Linked DNA regions of Gossypium hirsutum: region 2 is linked to region 1. A link is a contact called in public Hi-C data. All regions are on one chromosome and are shown on one strand. The core of a region is the stretch at or near the end of the contact, and the rest is flanking DNA. Distances in the headings are between cores, read along the strand shown.

What was found. Hi-C and Micro-C count contacts between places; a contact is called where the count stands out from the background.
Region 2: a Hi-C map of leaf shows a contact between it and region 1, with 2.9 times the contacts expected there. The contact joins the promoter of LOC107909918 here to the enhancer-like site in region 1. A contact is called at or near these places in 14 of 34 Hi-C or Micro-C datasets (callus, hypocotyl, leaf and 2 more).

Annotation. Positions count from the first base shown.
Region 1 is chrD02:54,294,107-54,301,367 of Gossypium_hirsutum_v2.1, reverse strand. No RefSeq gene overlaps it. Among protein-coding and RNA genes, the nearest start is that of LOC107909910, 5.1 kb to the left of the region's middle. Within about 2 kb of position 2,832, at least 7 of the 9 cell types and tissues checked have an H3K27ac peak or open chromatin away from gene starts, as enhancers often do. A contact at or near this core is called in leaf, where this site is marked.
Region 2 is chrD02:54,435,394-54,442,654 of Gossypium_hirsutum_v2.1, reverse strand. It overlaps LOC107909918 (ATP-dependent DNA helicase homolog RECG, chloroplastic), which reads right to left and starts at 3,784. Exons shown (of 19, transcript XR_001687402.2): 1 at 3,629-3,784; 2 at 3,199-3,295; 3 at 2,341-2,423; 4 at 2,121-2,256; 5 at 384-1,019; 6 at 167-279.

The sequences.
Region 1 (7,261 bases), core at 1,583-4,082:
CTAGCCCACGATCACCTCTTGGTGTTACATAATCTTTGGACAAACTTAAGCCTATTCTAAATTAAAGTCAAATTAAGTTGGAGAAGATAGTAGATGTAGATGAGTGTATGTTGAGTATCCATCATATTTTAGTCAAATAAGAGACTGATTGCAAGGCAAGTTAAACAAAATATATTTTCTTTCTAGAAAATTTAGTGTTTATTAGTATAATATATTTAGCATTTATTAACATAATTTATTTGACTTACGAATTTAGCCTATAAATATGCTCTTTTACAACCTTAGAAAATACACCAATTAGATATTAGAACTCATAACACTTTTGGAGAATTTTGTATTTATGTTTTGAGGGATCTTTGTTTTCAGGTTTCGGGGTTTAGTTTTATCACAATCTTTTGTACTCTTTATTTTTTTTCCATTATAGTAAAATTATCTTTATCCGTGATTTTTTATCCTCTTTGGATGTGTTTTTTCACATTAAATTTTTGTGTTCAATTTCTCAATTTCTTCCGCTATCTTTACTTGTTTGTTACTTAATCAGGTCGATCTCCAATAATGCATAATAATACTTTGTTATCTTTAAAATTTAATGATATGACACTATTTTATTAGTACCTAAAAATTATACTTTTTAAATGATCTCAATATAAGTTATTTCCATTAAATATAATCGATGATATCTCTCCAACAAACAGATTATATTATCCCTAAAAGTATTGCCTTATATTCAAAAACTTTTTAAACTATGTTGAACAAAGGGAAATCAAGGTGATCGCGAAAACCCGTATTAACTTATTACTCTAAAATAAATAACAAAAGATATTAAAGATAGATCATATTCAAAGAACCAAATACACATCATGAAGAAACTCGTAAGACAAAAAAAAAAAAACCATTGTATCCAAACATTGAGTACATCATACACAATAGAGTGAAATCAATACATTGACATCACATAAAGAGAAAACAAATTAACTTGTATATAAAATATCAATGAAAGTGTCCTTGTGTTCTTGCTCCACTCACGCTCTTCCTTCTCCCGTGGCTTGTCTTCGTCCCTTTTCATTTGTGTGCTCCTATTCCCTGCTATCTATTCTCCTCTTTTTTCTTTGATTTTCTGGTTTCAGGGTCAACATTATTATTTTATTGCTTTTTCATGCCAAAAACCCCCTTTTTAATTTCCAATGGTCGTTCCTTAAAAACCAATTCCTGGAAGTTAACTTTCAAACTTTTAAAATCAATGATTTCCCCCTACATACATAATATACTTAATATACATATATATAAGTTTAGCCACACATAGATATATGCAATATTTATCTTTTAACATAAAAAGTTGGGTTTCTACCACACATATATCTTTATATTTATAATTCTACATTTTTCTTTTTATTATATTAAAAATTAAAAATTATAATTGTATAAATAACAAGAAACATGACATAATAGTAAACTAACAATAGTAAAATTCAAAGTCAATTCAAACTTGATTCAGATTTGACTCGAACAAAATATGGTTACTACAACTACCCATTTTTGCATGTTGTAGAGCCAGAAACAATGCAAAGACAAAAAGTTGTTATTTTGTTTAGGATCATGAACTTATTTGCCTCGACGATAATATTGAGGCTCAACCTATTTCTTGAAAATAGATTTGACTTTTGATAAAATAAAAAATTAAAAATAATGATGATCTCAAGGCTTGACCCAATTTTGAAAATAGATTTGACTTCTGATAATTGAAAACTAAAAGCACCTCGACGAAAATCTCAAGGTTCGACCCATTATAAAAAATGAATTCAAATTTTAATAAAATGAAAAAAAAAACTAAAAGGACTCAATAGCAACCCTAAGGCTTAGCCGATTTTTGAAAACATGTTCGAATTTTGACAAAATCAAACTAAAAGGAACTCGACCGCAATCTCGAGGCTGAATCCATTTTTGGAAATGGATTTAACTTTTAATAAAAATGAAAAAAACTAAAAGGACCTTGACGACAATCTCGAGGTTCAACCCATTTTCGAAAATGAATTCAACCCTAATAAAATGAAAAAACACTAAAAGGACCTCAATAACAATCCCCAGGCTCAACCTATTTTTGAAAACAAGTTTGACTTTTGATAAAATAAAAACAAAAAGGACCTCGACCCATTTTCGAAAATGGATTCAACTTTTAATAAAATGAAAGAAAACTAAAAGGACCTTGACAACAACTCGAGGCTCAACCCATTTTTGGAAATAGATTTCACTTGATAAAATGAAAAATTAAAAGCCTCGATGAAAATCTCAAGCTTGAAAACAGTTTTGGTGAATTTTGAACTTCTTTAATAGACTTGTGTGGAACCAGAATCTGAAAAGACTTACTGGACGAAACCAAAATTTGAAAAATAGACCTGGCGAAACCAAAACTTTGACAATGGACCTGGGTAAAACCAGAAATTCGAGAATTAACCTAGGCAAAACCAAAAAATTTGGAGCAAACTTGGATGAAACCAGAATTTGGAAGGAGTTACTGGGCAAAACCAAAACTTCAACAATGGACCTGGACAAAACCAAAACTTCGACAATGGACCTGGGTGAAACCAGAACTTCGACAATAGAAGTGAGCGAAATCAAAATTTCAAAGGACTTACTACGCAAAACCAAAACTTCAACAACGGACCTAGGCAGAACCAGAAATATTGGAAAGAACCTAGAAGAAACCAGAATTTGAAAGGACTTACTAGGCAAAACCAGAACTTCGACAATGGACTTGGGCAAAACTATAACTTTCAGAACAAACCTGGGCCGAACAAGAATTTGAAAGGACTTACTGGATGAAACCATAACTTTGATAATGGACTTCGGAGAAACTATAAATCTCGAAATGAACTTGGGTGGAACCAGAATTTGAAAGGACTTACTAGGCGAACCCAGGATTTCAGAAATGGGCCTGGTCAAAACCAGAATTTGAAAATTAAACCTGGGTGAAACAAGAATCTCTTGAAAATTAACTTGGCTGAAACCAAGATTTGCATATACCTATTGGATGAAACCAGAACTTGGAAAATAAACAGATAGTGAAGAAACTTTGAATTGTAATGACAAGTTCAATTTTGTAAAGGTTCACAAAAAGTGCATTTATGCATGTGTTCCCTGTTATAAATGTGCATACTTGACAATGATGCAAAAAATCCAAGATAATGCAAATGCTTCATAAAGCAGTGCAAATGTTATTATGATAACAATAAAATATGATTATAGTTTCATGACTAAAATAACCACATGCATATGCTCTGGAATGATGCGAATGCTTCATAAACAACTGCAAATGTTATTACGATATCAATAAAATATGATTATAGTTTCGTGACTAAAATAACTACATGCATATGCTCTTGAATGATACAAATGCATGAATGCATAAGGTGCCTTGCCTTGGTCACTCTTCTCTAATTTGGCTTGATCTTCCTAACTCATTTCGCTTGCAAATCAGAATGCAGTCTTCAACACTCATGACCCACATTGTATAATTTATTTTCAAATGTTTCATTGTCTTTTGCCCCAGTAGTTTTTCATACTAAACTTTCACACTCTCATGACTTGTCTTTATTCTGTGCCCTTTAGTAGAATAACCCTAGTCCTTTTTGAACATCATGCCAAAAAAAATCCAAAACAAATGTGAATCTTGTGAAAAAAATTGAACTAAAAAAAATTTGAGTGTGGCACCCCAAACTCGGCCGGAACGGTTTGACTCGAATCTCGAACGTCACATTAGCCCTTCGCTTAAATTACCACAAAGCACACCAATCGACCAATCACACCATACAATTATTCAGTGAATATTTAAAATCCTAAAACCATGCTTCCACTACGCTACTTTGATCATCGAATCAACAACAAGACTAATTCACAATAAAATATTTAATAAGCAATTACCTTGAAAACTTTAGTTGAACATACATGTATGAAGTAGGGTACTTTTAAAAGAGATATATTTGTAGGGACTTGGAAAACCATTTTGTTCAATAATTAATTATTAGATCTAAATCGTAATGTAGTAAAATGTTGGAAAAAAAAACTCCATTTCACAAGGTCTGAAAATAGTAATATAAAATTTATACATATAAGTCTTATTTTGTAAAATTTATGAAAGCATCTTGCACAACCTCATAACATTATTAATTAATTAGTTAGCAGGAACTTAACAGTTTGTATGAGTTGACCAAATTTTATGTTACATTTCATGCATACCAAACACATGATTACATCCAAATCACACATAAGACATATAAAGCTTATCTCGATGAGCACCGACTTTTCAATCTGCACTTACAAGTTAGTCGAACATTTATTCAAGCCAATTATCAAACAATCACAATCCATCATTCAATCATCAGTAATATCACGTAATGATAAAAGATTTATACCAAACAATTAAAAAGTCCATAATGTCCAATTACAACCCAACAATTATAAGTAAGTCTAATACTAAATCTCAAAATTTGGCCCCTCATTGTCTTCCTCATTAGGTTTGGGAACACAACAACATGCCTAGGTATAGCCTCGTTATGGGTCACTTGGTTGGCTCACTTCCCCACCTCTTCACAAGCTAAATCATTGCAATGATATAAAAGAGTTGGTAAACTTATTGAAGCTTAGTGAATGCTCAAACATACTACAAATAAACACATCGGTTATGTTAAAAGGTGACATACTATAACGGTTCACATATTATTTCAGTCTACGCAACATAGTAACCCACACGATACAACAATTCTCAAATAATAAGCAGTGCACATATAATAAGTAATTTACATAAAATGGGCAGATCACATAAATTATCAATTTGCAATAAACATTTGTTCATATTAAATAACAGTTCATACCAAATGATAGCTCATGCAAAATAATAGTTCACATGAAATATCAGTTCATACCGAATAATAGTTTATGCAAAATAACAATTCATACTCCATCATAACTAGCATATTTCAAATAATAATAAATTGACATTTTTGTCATCATGAAACATATAGGGGACTCTATCATCACCTGTAAGTGGACTCTATCACCACACATTGGATAAATTGATCTCCTTATAACGTCACTTTTGGACTCAAAGAGTCCTACGCTGTCTTCGATATAAGTGTAGCACAAATGCTCACACTCTCTAAACAAACCATGCTATCTATGGTGAATGGATCTATACTTGACATTCCCTTATCTCTCCAACGCATCTCCGGGCCACAATGCCCATCGCAATAAAAAATGTGAGTACTTATAATCCTATGGCATGCCAATTATATCCAATGGTTCTATAAGGTCACAATACCAACATATCTCTTTTAACACATTCATAATATTCAGTATAATAGGGCTCGCAATTAAGCAGAGCTCGCACAATATAGCACAGTTCGCAATTCACAATTTGTAATAGAACATGGTTTACAAATAATATAACTTGCATGCAACATGTATTGCACTCGTAATCACAATTCACATATCATTCATGTCATAGCTCACATAAACTATAGTTTGCATATTTTATTTAACATAGGGCATGTAATAGCTTAGCTTACAAACAATACAACTCAAAATCACACAATACACAGTTTGGAAAATTAATACATTTCGTCATATTAATACAGATCACCAAATTAACATAGTTTGCCAAAATAATATAATTCACCAAGTTAACATGATTCACAATATTACACAATACACAAATATAATCGGGTTGGACTAAAGTTGAGCTCTCACCTAGCATTTCACGATAATATAATTTTGCACTAATCAGAGCTTGCATTATCGTACAACTCATAATTCTTATATGGGTTCGTGCATGCATAAATATGCATTATCAACAGAATTCGCATGTTAAAAAAGTTCGCATTATATCATTTATTTTTATTTTAGTTCGCAAGCACTACATAACCATATACGAATATATATTACATATATATATACATACTTATTTAGTGACATTTGTTCATCAAATTTTAACATACATTAAAATTCCATAAATATATATTATATAGAACCTTACCCATAAATTTTATAATATATAATAAGACCCATGCATATATATAGTAAGACCCACTCATATAATATAATATATGTATAACAACCCATGCATATATACATATTACAAACCCCATTCACATATATATATTATATAACACCAAAACCAACACACATATATATTATCTATATAACAAAGCCACGCCTATATATATTACATATAACACAAAACTTGCGCATATATATTATATATATAACAAAAACATGCACACATATTTATATTATATATGCACCAACCAATTTAGTACAACAACTATGTATACTCATTTAGTGCAACAACTCACTATTAGTAATATGCACCACACACACACAACTGTTAATGTACAATCCACTCACACATGTAACAATTAAATTCACAATTCAACACACTTATCTTTTAAAGTACATAGTTTACAGTTATGGACTGTCTGTTTTATTCCTATGACTACATGCACATTTTAAATTCATGCATTTGACTCATTAAAATTGCACAACATGCATACCCAACACTCAACAAAATTGCAATGGTTTGCACCAAGAGAAATCAAGGTTTGCATATTAATTAACAAATGGTTTGTATATGTTACCTTAGCTTGCGTACTAAAGTTTAAATACAGTATATCGGACCACTCACGTTAGTTATTACTTCAACTACCATGCTCAAGTAAGCTTTCATTTGCCTTTTTTAATGCTTGTAGAGGCTCCCAAATACTTGACACATTACATAAACATCAAGCACAATACAAAGGCATTATTAATAGCAACATACATAATCAAATTATTCCCAAATCACAGATCCAAGCCTCTTAACTTCTATACAAAAAATTTAACTTCTATACCACTCAAATCTTGTTTCTAAGCTTGGATTTCAACTTCATACATCCTAAATATAATCTAATTACAGATCTAAACCATCAATTTTACCCAATTATATTGATCTAATTTTTTCGAAAAATCAAACATATGTGATATTTTAAAAGGAGAAAACATTCAATTTACTTAAATTCATTAAGGAATTATTAAATAAGCCCAAATGCCTTTTAATTAGATCAAAATGAATTAGAAATCACTTTAAAACCAAAGCTTAGCCAAGAAATACGAGATTTACCATTTTAGGTGAAAAATCAACTTAAAATTAAGTGATATATTGCGATCTTGATTAAATTATTTAAATCTCGAATTGAAATAACAACTCACTTAGTTTAATCATAAAAGTTAG
Region 2 (7,261 bases), core at 2,535-5,034, 140 kb before region 1:
ACCTCAACATCAATCCAAATTTAGCACCAAGGGCAGCTAAGGAAATAGTAAAGAAGATATCTAGCAGACCAAATATAAGTGTGATAATGTGTTTCTGTCAACAAAATGATCATGGTTTAATGAGAAAAAGGTTAAATCATAGTTTAGTGAGCAAATGGTTAATCACCTTGACGACATAATTTTCCCAACAAAAATCAAGTACTGGCCATCATCAATCTCAGTTTGTGCATTCTGTAAATCTGCATAGGTCCGGGGAAAATGATGTAACAGTTTCCGCAACTGCATGACAGTAGGGTAAAAAGGTAAATAGGGTGAAACACAGCTTGTATAAATACAAGAACCTCCATCAAATGTGATTTTGACATAATTTCAAAAGAACCTACGGTGTAAAAGCCACATTCTTCTAGCTGGCGAGAGTGCCTTTTACTTAAACCAGGAATGCAACTGATGGATCTATCAAGAAATAAATCAATAGTTGCTATATCTGAATGTCGTTGAACCCCAACTTTACTAGAAGATACCTCCTTTGCAACTAGATGATCAGACTTCCCTTCAAATTCTAAAGTAACGGACCAAGAAGATTGATCCAATTTTTCTGTATTTTCTTCCACAGTAAGTAGATGATCTGACTTTCCTTCAGATTCCAAAGTTGTGGACCAAGAAGACTGATGTGAACCTGTACTTTCTTGTAATGCTGCAGAAGAACCAGCCTCTGAAAGAGGTTCATACAAAGAATCCCAGGTTTCAGACAGACCATTTGGATCAACCCACTTTTCATCCATTGAGTTAGATAAAAATCTTTGAGCTGCTAATAGGGCCCTTATTCGGGAGCTACTAGTTGCCTCATCATACAATTCTACTGGCAGGGAACTACCCAAAGTGATGGAAGGAAATCGTTTACATGCCAGGGAAAGATCAAAATCATCTGTAGCGTCTTCAAGATTTCTATCAGGTTGCTCATCAGGTCTTTCGTTCTCGAATAAATCATGAAGGCCACTATAACCCATCAAAACTGACACCTGTAAGCAATGAAATGTGGACATTGTGCATGGAAAAGTTACCAGATGTATAAAGGACAGAGCAAAGGAACATTTCAAAGTCCATAAGCAAAACACAATCAGATTACAAAACTTTCAAATGCCTCGTTACAAAATGAAAAGAAATATTTTAAATACATTACAGCAAGCAACCAAGACAAGTATCAGTTGGAAAAACATAAGTTATCTGAGGGAATGACTAAGAAGATGCCATAAATTAGTTATCAACATCAAGAGCCAGAAACTAAATTCAAGTTCACATATCCCTTCAACATGCTTTTACATAATTTTAAGATGTTGAACTTAAACTAAAAAGTGAATTTTCTAGTGCTGTGAATTCCAGAAAATTGAGTTCTTACTTGAAGCCTCTATATTACCATCTGATCCAAACCAATTAAACTCACCTTTAATCTATGACAGAGTAGCCCTTTAGCACAATGGGATCATCCTATTTTCATAAACCTTCCATTTTTTTTCATTTCCTGACTTGTTTATTGTTCTTGATTTGTTTAAGGGCATAAGAAGTTAAGAATTCAATACACTTGGATGGCTGATTAACTTAGAATGCAAGGATGTCAAGGGCTAAGATTACTAAGCAGCCATATAAATAGTGTTGTAATGCCTTGTTAGCAGTGTCTTACCATATATTTATTCAATTGATAAAGCCAGTCTTTTAGATTTGGTAAAGTTGGCCATTCTTCTCTTATATCCTTCTTCTAGTGTGATTCCTTCAAGTACTAATTTTTTATATTCAATGCATGCATATCAAAATATATAATTGTAAGATTTGGGCCCTCACTGGCCTTTAAACAACAAAAATGAAATAAAGAAAGAAAATGTAATATTAGTCAAGATTAAATACTAAAATATATAGTTTCTCATGAAAATTGCAGGGAAAAAGTGAAACAATAGAAGCTAGAGATCTGCTTTCTACAGGTATTGGAAACAGTAAGTACCCATTTTTATGCAAAACATAATAAAGCATAGAATGCAAAGAGAAGAGTTCTTTTATTGAGGATATAAGGAAATTTCTGAGAATCACAAACAACATCCAATAGCCAAATCTTGTAATTAGACATCTACCTTATTTAGCAGCTTTGAGCGACCTGAGATACTGGCTGTATCATAATTATGTACTTCCTCCAACAACTTTTCTGGAAACTTGTGCTTGGACCGCGAATAAATTTTCGAAACTTTATTGAAGAGGTAATTATGGAACCTAACATTAATTGAAGGCAACTCAAAGTAAAATTCCATCTCAACCATCATGGTTTAAGCAACCAAACTTAATGTAGTGCATTACCTCATTTTTCTACCTAAAGCATTCGTATAGCTTCTCTCTGCTTCAAAGACTATAGCACTTCTCAAACCTTTCCCGGTAAAACACTAAAAGAAAAGGAGGAAAATTTTAGAAGTGCGTAACAAAAATTCAGTGTCACCATGCTCATTTGATGCTTAAGATGCTAAAATAAGCCATGAAAAACAAAGAATTGTACATAAAAATTTCCACAATGGAATAACAGCACATTAAGTTTCCATGAGTATCTAAGAACCTGGAAAGCATGCTTGGTTGGATAAGCATACTTTGACATAGGCAGAAAATACTAGAAGCCAAGATCTGATTTATGCGAATGAATAAGTGCTACAAGGAGTAAGTGAGAGAGACAAAGAGCATAATAGAATTTCTAACTTGGCCCATCTGAAACAGATTTGAATGAATTTTAGGATCACTAGATTTGGAAGTAGTTAAGATTTTGTGTTAAGAGAATATGGTTGAATAACATAATTCACTTTCAAAGCAAAAGAATTCAGAATTTGAACTCAACAGTTACCTTCCAGCCTATGAGTTCAACCATGTAAATTTACAACTAAAGAGATGAATTTCTTTAACTTGGCAGTATTTACCACCAGTCATTTGTCCTACTGGGCTTTTCACCTGTAGTCATACTCTTACATACAGTAGCCTCTCAAATTTTCCACATGCACAACGATACATGTAATATGATTCATCATTCTTCTAATCCTGACCCAATCTTACAACTCCTACTCTGACTACTTCATAGCAGAATCTAAAACAACAATAATCTGAATAGACATATAAAAAATAAAAACTCTTGCTTTAATCATTCATTTAAAACAAAAGAGAATCCTGGTACTGTACCATGGTACATGAAAGCACGTTTGAGACAGTCAGTGCCATGTGAAACAAACTTACTGCACCAAAAGAACATGCCTAACTCATCAAAGCATATACAATCCTGCAAGACGGCATTTGAGTTAGAATCCAGGGAATACAATCAACTGCCACAACCCATACAAAAATGAAAACATAAACATTGGGATTTAAAAGACTTGGGTTTCTTTCAATTCATAATTTTATTTTCAATACAAGTCCACCATTTCCAGCTTCAGCTGGGGAAGGAATTTGAAGTTGTGAGAAGTGAACCAACGGAGAGAGAGAGGGGGGGGGGAGTCTAACTTGGCAGCTTGTTTACATGCAGTTTCCGAGAATCAAAGATGGGAGATGTAAAAGAAAACCAAATTGGAAGATAAAATATGGACTGAGATTAGGCAATTACGACGCTCCTCACCTGGATTTCTAACAACAAGATTTGTTTTGTATGTAGATGCGAATGCCTTCAGTGGCTGGGAATCTAAAGGAATTTGAAATAAAAAGTACATAAACATAGACGCCAGTTACAAGAGAGTAAAGAGTTTGGAAGAAACACTCAAACAAACAAAGCTTCCATTACATGCTTATGTTGGGCCGGAAACTGCTACTACTTGCCTCGTAGAGATGTTCCACTCCTTTTGGGCTTTTGCTCTTCCTGCCTTGCGTTGCCTTGCCTTGCTCTGCTCTTTAATTTTTCCCTCAGAATTCGGATTCATTCAAAAGCTTCCTTTATTGGTATATAATCATAAATTTAGTTACTAATTTTCAACTCTTTTATCACATTTTCTCTAATTTTTTATTGTTTTACCTCTTTTTAACTTTTTTTATATAAAAAAAATAACTTAAACTATTACAATTTTTATGGCATTAATATAATAGTCTGCTTAGCACTTTATATATATTTTATTGTGGATATAGGTAATTTATTTTTAAATTTTAAACTTTAAAAATTCTTATTATCTAACTAAATATTTATGTAATTTATTTTAACAAAATATTATCTATATAATATAATCCAATTCATTTCATTTAAATATTTTACCTTACCTCCTGAATATATAAATTAGGTAAGTTAAAATTAAATATTTGAAAATAATGATAAAATCTTTTAATTTAAAAAAATACTTCTTCTAAAAATGTGCTAATTATTACTTTTTAAACATTTTTACGTTAAAATGGGATTTTAAAATATATAATAATATAGATAATAATAGAATATGAGTAAATTACCAAAATAGTCACTTTTGTTTGTCTCGGTTTACATTTTAGTCACTTATGTTTGAAATGTTACGTTTTAGTCACTTACGTTATCGTGTTGTAACATTTTAGTCACTGAGCATTAATTAATTGTCGTTAATGGTGTAATAGTAAGCTGACGTGACACGTTAAATAATCATTTCAAACGAATATTTTAGGTTAAATTATACAATGGGTCCCTATACTTTTTTTTCATTTTGAGCAATTTAATTTTTTTTCTTTTATGTTCTTTGAACTTTCCTTCTTCTTTTTTCCATTCTCTTCTCTTTCTCCCTCTGTTTTCCTCCGTTCTTCATTTCTTTTAACGTAATTTTTCTATATTTTTCATTTGTTAAAACTAGTCCCTATATTTTTATTTTTTTAAATAATTTATTTTTTTTTCTTTTTATTTTTTTATTTTCCTTTTCTTCTTCCCCTTTTATTTTTCTTTCTTCTCATACTTTACCCACCAAATAAACCAAGCCCTTGTTTCTTTCACATGATTTCTGAATAGAATTTCAATCATTCTTAATCAAATCTCGATTTGAATATAACCTAATTTTGAAACTAAAATTGAATCTAACTAATCAATATAAAAAATCATTTACTTAATCAAATATAAACATAAATTGAATTATTTATATTTAAAATATTTTTTTTCTGTTTCCAAACTTTTATAGAATCGTGTAGATTATTCATTTCATTTTCTTTTTATTTTCTGATGAATAAAATTAAGCAAACGATAAAATTGATCTAAACCTTCTTGGATATTCCTAAGCAAGCTTGATTGGAAGTTGAGCATGGATGAACCAAAGAGAGAAAGGGAGCATGAAACCAAACTAGTTTGGGTAAAGTTGAGGGTAAGTTTCGTATGGTGGTCGTTTTACTCATTGAGAGTGTAGAGCTCGTTTGAAGAATTTGTGAAACAACGTAATTTCGAAAGGGCGAGAATGTTGTAGGTAAGATAGATAAAGTAGTTGTGGGGGTTGGTTAGGAGGTTAAGGGAACGGGCTCGGAAAATTTTGTTGAGGGTGGATTGCCATAAGTCACAACTGGTGAGGTTTTCGAGTGAGAAGAGCTTGTGGGCTAGGTCATTGAGAGATCCAAATTGGTTCGTTAAAGCTATGATGGACGATGAGGGTTTGTAATTGTGAGGTGAGAATATGCGAAGCAAATTTTATTTTGGTTTCAACTTTCGCCTTTTCTTTTTTCATAAACATAAAAAAGTTTTAACATATGGAAAACATAGAAAAACTACGTTAAAAGAGATGGAGAAGGGAGGAAAATAGAAGGAGAAGCAGAGGAGAATAGAAAAATAAAGAAAAAAAAGGATAGTTAAAAGAAAAATAAATAAATTGCTCAAAACGAAAAAATACGGGGACCAATTGTATAATTTATCCTAATTTTTTGTTTGAAATGATGATTTAACATGTCACGTCAACTTATCGTTACATTGTTAACGATAATTAATGGCTCAGTGACTAAAATGTTACAACGCGTTAACGTAAGTAACTAAAACGTAACATTTCAAACATAAGTGACTAAAATGTAACCTAAGCTAAACAAAAGTGACTATTTCGGTAGTTTACACAAAAAAATATTTAAGTTAAATCAAATAAAAGATAAATTATTATATTAATTTAAGTAAATTATGTTATATTATTTTTTAATAATTTAATACAAATTTTAATATTCAAATTTAAATATATTATATATTATTTTAAAAAATTAAATACATAATTATAATTATAATAGCGTTTAATTTTTTAAAATAAAACAATTAAAGGATAAATAAAGATTGTATAAGTTTAAAATGCATTTTAAAAAATTAAAATTAAATATTAAATATTAAATATTTTTTTTGGTGAAAAAACAAACTATCTATATTAAACTAACATAATAAAAAATTTGTTTTTCTATCAATCTCAAAACTAGGTAGTAGCTCTTCAGGAATGTCTTCAAACATCTGCAAATATGTACTCCTTTCTGTAGCCATCTTTGCAATAAGTACTCATTTCTGTAACCATCTTTGCGATACGATCAACGACTTGGTTTCTCTCCCTTGGAATATGTTTCATTTTCCAATGTTGTATAGCTTGTAAGCTCATGTGGATCCTTTGTAACAAAGCAGAAGATGAGTCTGCTAAGTGAACATCTTGAATAGTTTTGACTACCTCTAGAATACATGTGTGTATCATAACTTTTTGATATCCCCTTCTTTGGATGTGGGTCAAACCATTTAGAATGCCCTAGAGTTTAGCATCGAAAATTGAGCAAAGCCCTAAATAGCGATTGAATCCAAATATTCATTCCCCTTCTTGCTTATACGTCACCCTCCAACAGTAGCAACAAATCCTACACCCATCTTAACAACCCCATCAGTGTACAACTGAGTCCAATTACCTGTTATAGAAGATTCATAAGCAGTTTCAAAGTATTTTGATGAGTTGCCTCTATGAGCTAAAAACAATTGTTTTGCCCAGCACACAAAAGACTTAATAGTTTCAAGAAGTTTCAAGTTATTCCTTGAAAATTAAAAAGGCTCATGTTCTTCCATATGTTCAAAGCAATTATACCAAAAAGGCTTGCTCAAAGGCTTCCCACATTCGCAGCCAAATAAAAGAACATAAGGTCATCTCCATCCACTTGAGTAAATCACCTAAAAAAAAAAGAACATGCTTTGAAGTTCCACAAGAACAATACGAAGCCAAACTTCTCTAGCCACTAAACAATCCAAATAACGTAAGTTAAATCCTCATTGCCATGCCGACATAACGAACACGAGCCATTTTGGCCAATACCCCTCCTCAACTGT